Regions from separate parts of the Mus musculus genome. Here all the other regions are linked to region 3. Evidence: chromatin contacts called from public Micro-C data. All regions are on one chromosome and are shown on one strand. Each heading gives the region's core, a stretch centred on a gene start, on an enhancer-like site or on the middle of the called end of the contact. The rest is flanking DNA. Distances are from core to core; before and after follow the strand shown.

The links. Hi-C and Micro-C count contacts between places; a contact is called where the count stands out from the background.
Region 1: a contact with region 3 is called in a Micro-C map of embryonic stem cells, with 12 times the contacts expected there. The contact joins the promoter of Isl2 here to the promoter of Ube2q2 in region 3. A contact is called at or near these places in 3 of 39 promoter capture datasets (embryonic stem cells, hippocampal neurons and liver), 6 of 484 Hi-C or Micro-C datasets (B cells, cardiomyocytes and embryonic stem cells) and 1 of 9 other capture datasets (pancreatic islet).
Region 2: a contact with region 3 is called in a Micro-C map of embryonic stem cells, with 2.6 times the contacts expected there. The contact joins the promoter of Etfa here to the promoter of Ube2q2 in region 3. A contact is called at or near these places in 1 of 39 promoter capture datasets (pre-B cells), 2 of 484 Hi-C or Micro-C datasets (both in embryonic stem cells) and 1 of 115 datasets of contacts at active chromatin or transcription factors (memory CD8 T cells).

What each region holds. Positions count from the first base shown.
Region 1 is chr9:55,539,745-55,543,206 of GRCm38.p6, forward strand. It overlaps Isl2 (insulin related protein 2 (islet 2)), which reads left to right and starts at 1,405. Exons shown (of 6, transcript NM_027397.3): 1 at 1,405-1,594; 2 at 2,356-2,545; 3 at 2,653-2,915. The coding sequence starts at 1,537.
Region 2 is chr9:55,510,431-55,513,669 of GRCm38.p6, forward strand. It overlaps Etfa (electron transferring flavoprotein, alpha polypeptide), which reads right to left and starts at 1,813. Exons shown (of 12, transcript NM_145615.4): 1 at 1,601-1,813. The coding sequence starts at 1,639.
Region 3 is chr9:55,147,449-55,150,753 of GRCm38.p6, forward strand. Ube2q2 (ubiquitin-conjugating enzyme E2Q family member 2) reads left to right here and starts at 1,921. Exons shown (of 13, transcript NM_180600.3): 1 at 1,921-2,378. The coding sequence starts at 2,187.

The sequences.
Region 1 (3,462 bases), core at 155-2,654, 390 kb after region 3:
TCTAAAGGTGGAGGCGGGGTCAAAAGCTACAGGAATCCGGCTGTGGAGCGAGGTGCCAGACTGTTTCCAGCGCTGGGGCATCTCCGAGCAGCCTTTCTAACCCCGACTTTCTGCAGAACCTGTGCCGACGCTCTTGACTGCAACCATTTCCCAGCCCAGCAGCTTCGGCTCTTAGCAGTTGGACCGCCGCGCCTGAATTAGATAGATCTCGGGCAGCGAGGCCTGCGGGATCCAAGTCCGGACATAGCTTTTGGTCGAGATACTTTATCCCAGAAGCCCACCCGCGCCCCACTTAGAGAGGTATCAAGTTTTTGGTGTCCTTTCAGAATGGGAGTGAGGGACCAACAGACCACCGTTGGATAAACACTGTTTGTACCTCATCGATTTGTCTTTCAACCCTTTGAAACAAAATTCACAACGATTTTTGTTTAAAAAAATCCCGAGTCTTAGAAATCGCAGATTTTTCTAGGATTAAAAAGCCACCGGGAAGACGGTAAATTACCCCGTGTCCCACATTTGTTTCTGATTAGTTGTGTTGTAATTGGTTTGTGTAACCCAAAATCAGAGAGTTCGTAAAAATCTTTTACTGTATGAGTGACACATCACAGCACTGTTTTTAGGCTCTATGCAGCTGAGAGGAGAAAGGAGAGGGTGGGAGTCAGCATCAATTTAACCAAAAGAGCAAAAAGTAGGAGGGAGGAAAAGTGCCTAGGCCAGGGTGGGTGGGAGGACTGTGGCTCTAAGTCTCTGGATTCCTTTTGGCTTACCCACCTGCAACATCGAGTTTTCTACAGGCGGCGCGGGTGGGAAAGTCCGCATAGAGTTTATCCAAACCCAGGTGCTCATTTCCTACCCGTTCTCCCTAACTTGGACCCCGCCGAACAAAGGCTCAGGCCCACCAGGGAGAAAGGTGGCCGGCTGGACCAGTGATGGTCCCGAAACAGCGAATCCTCTTTTCTCCCTCAAGGTCTGTCGTCCCCAGGAGGAATTTTTAATTTAAAAATTATAAAAGAAAAACACTTTTAAGGGGGAGACGACTCTCATCTATTCCCAGAAGACTATTGCCTTGCTAGGCAAACGCCCTACAAGTCCGAAGAAAGCGCGGCGCTGCGGCAGAGCCCGCGGGGTGGAGATGCGGCTTCCAAGGGATTGCGGGACCCGGGGCTGCAGAGAGGATCTAGGAAGGTTTCGGGGGAGGGGGCTGCGCTCCATTGTTCACTCCGAACCAATCAGAGCTTTCCCACTTCCTCCCAGCCAATCTCCCTGCGCCTCCGTGTCTACCCCAGCCCACCCTCCGGGTCCCCATCATCTCCCGAGCAAGCCCCAGGGCGGTGGGAGAGCTGGGTGACGCTACAGGTCCCGCCTCCAGCTCGGGCCCCGGGCGAGTGCGTGCTGACGTCATGCTGCGTGCGGGCCGGTGCGGAATCGCTCCTTCAACTCCGCGGGGCAGGAGTTAGTTAGCAAAGAGCAGAGGCTGGGCGCTCGACCCTGGTCCTTCTGTCCCCGGCCGCAAGCTTTGCTCACATCTCTCTCTGCATGGTGGATATTATTTTTCATTATCCTTTTCTGGGTGCTATGGGGGATCATTCCAAGAGTAAGTCTTTCTCTGTGTGTGGGTGTGTATGTGTGCTTGATATGCAACATTTCCAATGCAGAAGAATGTTTAGCGGATTCTACAAGTGGCTTTTATTTGACAAAATACTTGGGAGAATAAAAAAAAACAAACAAACAAGCAGTGCATTTCGCCCATAACACTGTTTATTCGTTGGAATCCTACTATTTTATTTTGCAATTAGACATTATTTCCCAAGTTGGCTGGAATGACCTCAGGCTGTGAAATTCTTTTTCTTTTCTGCTAGGACAATTAGGTTTGATTTAGAGAAATGGGTTTCTTCTCTGCCTTAGGAAGGTAGAGAGGTTTCAGTAGCTTGATCTGAGGTGTTTAAACTAAGAACTGTCGAAGAAGCTAAGAGGGGACAGGGCTGAATGCTGCGGTGTCTGCGTTGAAATAGGGAGTCGCTGTGAGCGGGAGCGGGCGGAAATCCGGGCTTGGCTGACAGTGTGGACACGGAGGCGTCCGTAGCTCCCCAGTGTCACCGTGCTGTCGTCTGCCTCCCGTTAGCTCTGTCTCTAGCTGAACCGATACTACGTCCGCGTTCAAAGACGGTGATAATGGAAATATCAGGAGATTGTGTTGTTTTCGTTTCCTACTTTCTGGATCATTCGAAAGTGGTCTCACTTTTAGAGCGGGAGATCAAGCAAGGGAGGGCGGGTTGGGTTGGGGCTGCTGCAGCGGCCAAGGCCGGCCGGGTCCTGTACCGGGCCTGACGCGGGCCCTGCGCCCTTCCCTGCTAGAGAAGCCCGGGACGGCCATGTGCGTGGGCTGCGGGAGTCAGATCCACGACCAGTTTATCCTTCGCGTGTCGCCCGACCTCGAGTGGCACGCCGCCTGCCTCAAGTGCGCGGAGTGCAGCCAGTACCTGGACGAGACGTGCACGTGCTTCGTGAGAGACGGGAAAACCTACTGCAAGCGGGACTACGTCAGGTGAGCCGGCGGGACCCGGGGTTCGGCCCCCTTGGGCTGGGGGGGACACGGCTGCGCGTCCTGGGCTCGGGTCCCTGCGCTGACGCCCGCCGCACCCGGGCCCGCAGGCTGTTCGGCATCAAGTGTGCCCAGTGCCAGGTGGGCTTCAGCAGCAGTGACCTGGTGATGCGGGCGCGGGACAGCGTGTACCACATCGAGTGCTTCCGCTGCTCCGTGTGCAGCCGCCAGCTGCTCCCTGGAGACGAGTTCTCGCTGCGGGAGCATGAGCTGCTCTGCCGAGCTGACCACGGCCTCCTGCTGGAGCGCGCTGCGGCTGGCAGCCCGCGCAGCCCCGGCCCGCTCCCCGGCGCCCGCGGCCTGCATCTGCCAGGTAAGCCTCTCTCCCGGCCCGCAGCGCTGCGCCGCGTCAGTAGGATGTACGACTGTGTAGCCGACAGCTGAGCTTCCGACGGGAAGCCGGTGTGAAAGGCTGCGTGCGCTGGGAACCCTGCTATGTGTCTGCGAGTGCGGGGGTCGGGGGGAATTGTATGTATGTGAGCGTGAGAGCCTCGGGAGTTGTGTTCTCCGTGGCCCGGACCATGTAGGATCGGGAGAGTGGAGGACCCGGAATCCTAGGTGCTGCCTGTCTGGGTTGTGTTTAGAATTCCTTTGATGAACAGGGAGAAAAGGTATCCATCCCACCCGGAGCCAAGGGAAGAAGGCCAGCGGCGCAGAAGAGGGGCCTGTGTTCTTGTTTTGATGTCCGGCTAGCATAAAGAAAGGTTCAGGGAGTTTATTGGTTAAAACCCTCCTAGGATGATAGGTGCTCTGGCCAGGAGTTGCTCAGACTGGGAAATAAGTGTTGACAAGAAGCAGGTGGAGAGGGTGCGACAGGAGACCCCAGTTCCAGGAAGCCAGGGGATCTGCTACTCAGATCG
Region 2 (3,239 bases), core at 563-3,062, 360 kb after region 3:
TTTTTTTGGCCACTTTTCTGTAAACTTGTAATTACTTTAAATTTTAAGAAGATAGAATATGTGTGTGTGGGTCTATTTGAGTATATTCACACCATTTGTTTCGTGCTTGCAGTTCAAATCTTTTTTTGTTTGTTTGTTTGGTTGGTTTTTTTTTGTTGTTGTTGTTGTTTTTTTTCGAGACAGGGTTTCTCTGTGTATCCCTGGCTGTCCTGGAACTCACTCTGTAGACCAGGCTGGCCTCAAACTCAGAAATCCGCCTGCCTCTGCCTCCCGAGTACTGGGATTAAAGGCATGTGCCACCACGCCCGGCTGCATTCAAATCTTAAAAAAAATATTAATGACTTTAGAGACAGTACTCTACTACCCTTGACTTCTAATTTTAAAAATAGGCCAAGGTCACAATTCTTGGCAAATCACAACAAAGGTTTGGCAATGCTGCCTATGTATAAATACTGGGTACTTGGACTTTCCCCCGACTAGTTCTACAAAATCACCAAATTCTAAATTCTCCTTACCACAATTAGGCCGAGCATAAAACCTATGCACAAAATTGCTTCGCAAGTTCTGTATAGATCTTCAAGTCAGGTACTGCTGCTTGGAAACCGCCCCTCCCCCCCAAAAGCCATGGCCTTCACTTGCTTACTGATTCTTTTATTATAGAAAGGAGGTTAAAAAAATCTCGTGGGAGAAAGATGGGCTAGGATCCTGAACGATGTGTTTTAACTTTTTTTTTAACAAGGAGTGGCAACATTCAAAGTGGGGGGGGGGGAGTCTTCAAACTTCCAAGAAGCCCATAAGTTGTATCCCAGACAGAAAAAAATCTCAGTGGTGATTGGGGTAAAAGGCACTAAAATAAAAAGTACGTATAAAAGTTACAAAACGTCTGCATAACTTGCAGGCCAAGGCTGCTGATATTGCTTCTCTAGCAATCTTAATGTAAATTAGAAAAATCTACAAGCTCCTTAAATTATTGCCTTGGAACTGGTCAGCCTTCAACTGCTATTCCCTTACAGCACCCCGACAAGAAAGAAAAAAAAAGTTTTGTTTTGTTTTTTCAAGTCCTCGAAAAACAGACAAATGGTAAACTTTGTCACCACGGAAAAAGTCCCCACTACCAAGTTTCCAAGGCTACTGAGGCAACATCAGTCTGCGACTTCTCAGGACTGGATCCCAGGCGGGTACGTCCCAGCCCCTCCTCCACTCAGCCCGGTCTCACCAGCCCAGCCGCAGAGCACTCCGCCCCTGCCCTTGGCAGTGGGCGTCCAGGGCAGCCACAGGAGGCCTAGGTTTCGAACTCTTCCCCAAGAGGTTCCGCGGCGGCATCTGGCCCCTTTGGGGGGACGCAGCTCCCCTCCAGGCGAGAGAACCTAGTAGCCCCAGAGTGCCCCGCGAGAGTCAGGGCCGTGGGAACCCGGGTTGGGGCAGCGTGACCCGGAAGAGGTCAAGGGCGAAGGCTCCAGAACTTTGACCCGCGTCCCGGGCACTGCACCGACTGTCTACGCGGACGGTGGGAGTCGAGGGAGCCCGTGACCTTCGCCTGACAGGGTCAGCAGGCTGCGGCTCGGACGTCACCTGCTCGGCCCTCCCTGTCCGGACTCACCGCCCGCCGGAGCTGCCCAGGCGCCGCTGCTCGAAACATTGTCTCTGTTCTAGTCAGCCCCGCAGTACCCTCAGCCTCAGAGACCCGGAGCGCGCGGGAACCACCGCCGCCGCCACCGCCGCCGCCTCCTCTACCAGAGACCCGAACGCTCGCGAGATGCGAGCACGAGAGCTGACAGCTTAGTCCTGGACTGCGGGGGCTCGCGCTTCCCGGGAGCCCATTGGGCAGCCACGCAGCCAATGAGGAAAGCGGAAAGTTAGAGGCGGGACTTGGGAGTAGGGCAAAGGTAAGGGTGTGCGCCGAGACGCTGGCATGCGCGCCACGCCCTCCAGTTGCTTGGCTCTGTTCCCTGACGGTCTCGGACTTTCGTTGGTAACGTTGTCTGGACTAACTGCCCTGTTGTACGCAGCTTTCTTTCCACCCGCGAAGGGAACCCCCTCACTCCAGTCCTTTTCCACTCTCATTTACGCCCAGTGTCAGCGCTGCACGTGTAATGTGCCAACCAAATAGTCGCAGGTGAGGAGAATTGTAAACGTGCATTAATTAGGTGTCAGTCCTGGGGACCTTAGGAGACTCAAAACAAAACAAAACAAAAAGTTATTAATAAATAATATAAATAATTTATTTGCTACTTCCTGGGAAGGGTCTATTGAGTTGGCGATATTTGAGCTGGATTCTAGAAGGAAATGGAGATCGTACAAACTACACAGAAGGAGGCAGAATGGGATGGAGATGAACCACCCCAGCAGCCTAGGGCCAGGTTTGAGGTCCACCCAGATCTTCTCCATACTCTTCTCTGCCCTTAGTCAGACTCACTTCTATCCTCTGGCATCAGTGCCTGTGGCTGTTAAAATCTCTCTTGCTCTTTGGACCGACCAATCTACCTGCCTTCTGGGCTGCTCAGGATGTCCCAGAACTCAAGCCCTCTCAGGAGTGAATTGCACCTTTAAGAGCTAGCCCACAATAGTATTTCTTCACAATAATCTCTAGTCCCCTACAGTGAATATTTCTCTTCTTTACTCTCTTAGTTTTGTGAACCGAGTGAGAACCCATCTTATACAAGACCACGCTTGTGGAGGACTGGGACTGTGCCCACCTAAGCTGTTCGTGGGAGGGACAACTAGTATTCTGTTTACCATCACTTTCTTCTTCCAATAGAACTACCCCACTAGACTCAAATCTAAGTCCTATTGAAAAAAGAAAGAAGAGTAAGTAAAAATCAAAAGGAGTATTTTTATTTAAAAAATTTTTTAAATGAGATATGAACTACCTCCTTCCTGCCTCCATGATAAGGCAAAACACCAAAGAGGAGAGAATCCTCCCTCCTGCCATGAGATGTCTCGGGCACATCCTAGGCTCCAGCGAAGCAGCAGCAGCCATGCCCTGTAGAGGCACAGTGCCCACAGGGCATGATGGTTATGGGCAGAGCAGAGCCGGTACAAAGTAAAACACAGAAAATGGCCCAGATCTGTAACAAATCACCATACTCATTTGGAAGACAGAAGAGTGTCCTTGAAGAACTTCTGGAGGGAGGGTACAATTAGATATGTTTCTACATTTACATGTATGTCAAGTACCAGACAAATGTGCGTCTGAAGGACTGATGTTATGAAAGTGTTCCCTCTAGGTGTTTGGATGC
Region 3 (3,305 bases), core at 671-3,170:
AACTGAAACCTGTTCCATGAGACCCAGTTCTGACCAGAATGCCCCCTGCCCTTTTTTTTTTTTTTTTTTTTTTTTTGCCAATCTTTGTTTAGAGCAGCTATGTCTGTTAGGCTCCTGAGTACCAGGGACCAGAAAAAGGAAATGACTGGTCACATCTGTGCTTAGGGCAGCAGTCACGCCTGTGCAGTGCCTTACTTCTAGCTCGAGGCCCAGGTATACGGTGCTGCAACTGTAAATCTCCATTAAGTACAAGGTTTATTGGTGAAAGTATTTTTCTGGAAAGATAAGTTGCAACTTTTCTTGGGTTCTCAGTGGAATCTGGGCCCCTTCTGAAAGCTAAGACTCACCATAACATGGTACCTCACAAATGAAAACAAAACAAAACAAACAAACACCAAAAAAACCCCAACAACAAAAACCCCAAACAATGTCTCCCCATGTTGTTCTGTTGTAATTTTAGGAGGTCAGAATCAGGTACCTCAAGACCAGTGTAAAGGGAGAAAGCAGGTTCCCTCACAGAATATAAGAATTTCAAAGCCTAGTAGTATATGCCTTTAATCCTAGCACTCAAGAGACAGAGGCAGCTGGATCTCTGTGAGTTTAAGGCCATCCTGGTCTACATAGTGAGTTCAAGGACAGCCACTGCTACATAGTGAGCCTATTTCCAAAAACAAACGAATGCATTCCTAGTCTGGCGGTGGTGCAGGCCTTTAACCTCAGCATTCAGAAGGCAGACAGTCCGATCTCTGTGAGTTCGAGGCCAGACTGGTCTACAGAGAGTGCGTTTTAGGACAGCCAGGGCTACATAGTGAAACCCTGTCTCAAAAACAAACCAATAATAATAATAAAAGAATTTCAAGATGGTGACAGCAGGGCACTAAACCAGGCCCGGGAGCCTTACTAAGCTAGGAACCCTGGGTACTACATAGGTGACATGTCTAGAAAGTTGGTCTTGCCTCTGGAAAAATGTAGTCCTCTAGTTATTTGTGAACGAACCTAGGTTATTCCAGAATTGTGTTAAGTGCTGGGGAATCAGGTAAGAGCAAGAATTTATTAAATGACACAGGTGTCATTAGGCTTTTCCTCCCCTCAATCCTAGGGGTGCTTCTCTGAATGAGATTTCAGTGTTAAGCAGAGACAACAGAAAGAAGCAATAAGTTAACCTAGGAAAGGGATACATGGTATCTACATGGTTACTTTAGCTTAGTTGGTCAGGAAGGATCAGTCTGACACATTTGAGATGTGACTTCAACAAACATGGTCCATTCTGGGAAGTCCAGCAGAAACTCAGGACGCAGAGTATCCACATTAGCGCGAGCACATAAATGTTTACGTGAAAGATTGAAATGATGATGGGAAGAAGCTGGCAGGCTCTATCATCGTCTTCGGCAAATGGGAGCGAAGGAGGGAGTACAAGTCTGGAGAGAAGGACCTTTCGGGAGTCACACTTAGAAAAGTGGTGGGTGGTTCAGCGCGGAGCGAGAGCAACATACGTGAAGGTGCTAGGCGCACACCTCTCATCTCCCCATCCCGGCCGCGCCCAGGCCAGGTGAGTGGGTGGCCGGTGGACAACCACGCGGAGGAGCAACCTCCAGGGGCCCGCGCGTTTCCTACCCGAGCCGACGTGGCCGGCGCGATAGGCCGCGCACGTGTCTGGCCAGAGGCCCCGGTGCAGCGCAGAGGCGCGCAGGGGAGCTCAGGTTCATCCTCGTGCGGTGCCGCCGGCCCAAATCCTCGGGGCGAGCGGCGGGTGCTGGGCGCGGAGCCCCGGTGTGGGGCGGAAAGGGGCTGGGTCATGAGAGGAGGGGGCGGTCGGGAGCGCGCGCGGAGCTCGCGGGCGCGCGCCGGGGCGGGGGCAGCCCTCTCCCAGGCGGCGGTGGGGGCGGCGTCGCTGTTGCCCTTTTAAGCCGCGGGGCCACCGCCTCCTGCGGGTGGAGTCGGTTACAAAGGCAGCAGCCGGCCCGGCTCCCGCACGCTCGCTCGCTCCCTCGCTCGCACGCCCGCCCGCCGAGGCCTCGCGCTCCTCGCCATTTTCCAGCCGCGCTCGGACGCGGGTCGCGGCGGCGGGGAGAGGCGGAGCCGCGAGAGCGCGGCCCGGGCCGGCCCCGCGGGGCGGTCGCGGCCGTGACGGCGGCTCCCGGCCCCGGCTCCCTTTCCTCACCCCTCCCGCTGGAGATGAGGGGAAGATGTCCGTGTCAGGGCTCAAGGCCGAGCTGAAGTTCCTGGCGTCCATCTTCGACAAGAACCACGAGCGATTCCGCATCGTCAGCTGGAAGCTGGACGAGCTGCACTGCCAGTTCCTGGTGCCGCCGCCGCCACCACCGCCGGGCAGCTCGCTTTCGCCGCCGCCGCCGCTCACACTTCACTGCAACATCACGGTGAGGCGCCGGGTCGTAGCCCCTCGGGGCCGGGCGGGGGCGGACCTGGGCGCCGCAGTCCCGGGACAAAGGGCGCCTGCCCGGGAGACCCCCGGTGTCCCGGGCACGGCCGGTTGGCGGCTGGGCCCTGGGCCCGGCCGGGAGCTCGGGCTGCCTGGTCGGGAGGAGGTGGAGGCGCGTCGCAGCACGGCGCGGGCCGGCTTTGCTCTGTTGGCCCCTCGCGGCCCCCGTCGGGCCCCGAGGTCGCCATGGCCGCCCGCAGCCGGCCTGCTCTGGGGACCGCGGCTCGTCCGTGGGCTCCTGTCAGTCGCTCAGGTGGAAAGGCTCTCAAGTATCTGTTTTAGCTACTCGTTTTCCCATCGGGTTCCAAAACCCACGTCCTTGCTTGTTCAACCAGTTCTCGTTTGTGTTTTGGTCTCCGAGGACAAACGAACACTGAAAGCCTACGTATTTAAGGAAAAAGTTTAGGACGCAACCCCGGGGGATGGTGTGGAACCATCGTTTAGCCCTGACCTGGCTTTGCGCTTACGTGTTTTGGAAAAGCTCATGGAACCTTCCACGCGGCAGGTGGTGTGGTGAGTGTGCAAGCTGTCCCACCTGTGCCCTGTGCGGAAGCCTGGACGTTACCAGGAGGGGAAAGGAGATGCTTCGCAGTTTATTACCGGGGAAGATCAAGTGGGATTGGAAGGCTGGAGAAACACGTGGGAAGTTACTTTTCTGTTTAAGGGAAATGCTCTTTAGAAACATTCAGTTGGTAAAATTATCAGATTGTAAGTGAACTCTCTCCCCCCCCCCCCTATCGAAGTGTATTATGAGGCTGACTGTTCATTGTGAAATTGATCTCATGTGCAGAAAATACACCTTATTACAACTGGAGTTAAGGTGGTAGTTTTTATATGGCTAAGATTCCTTCTGTTAAGTCAGCCA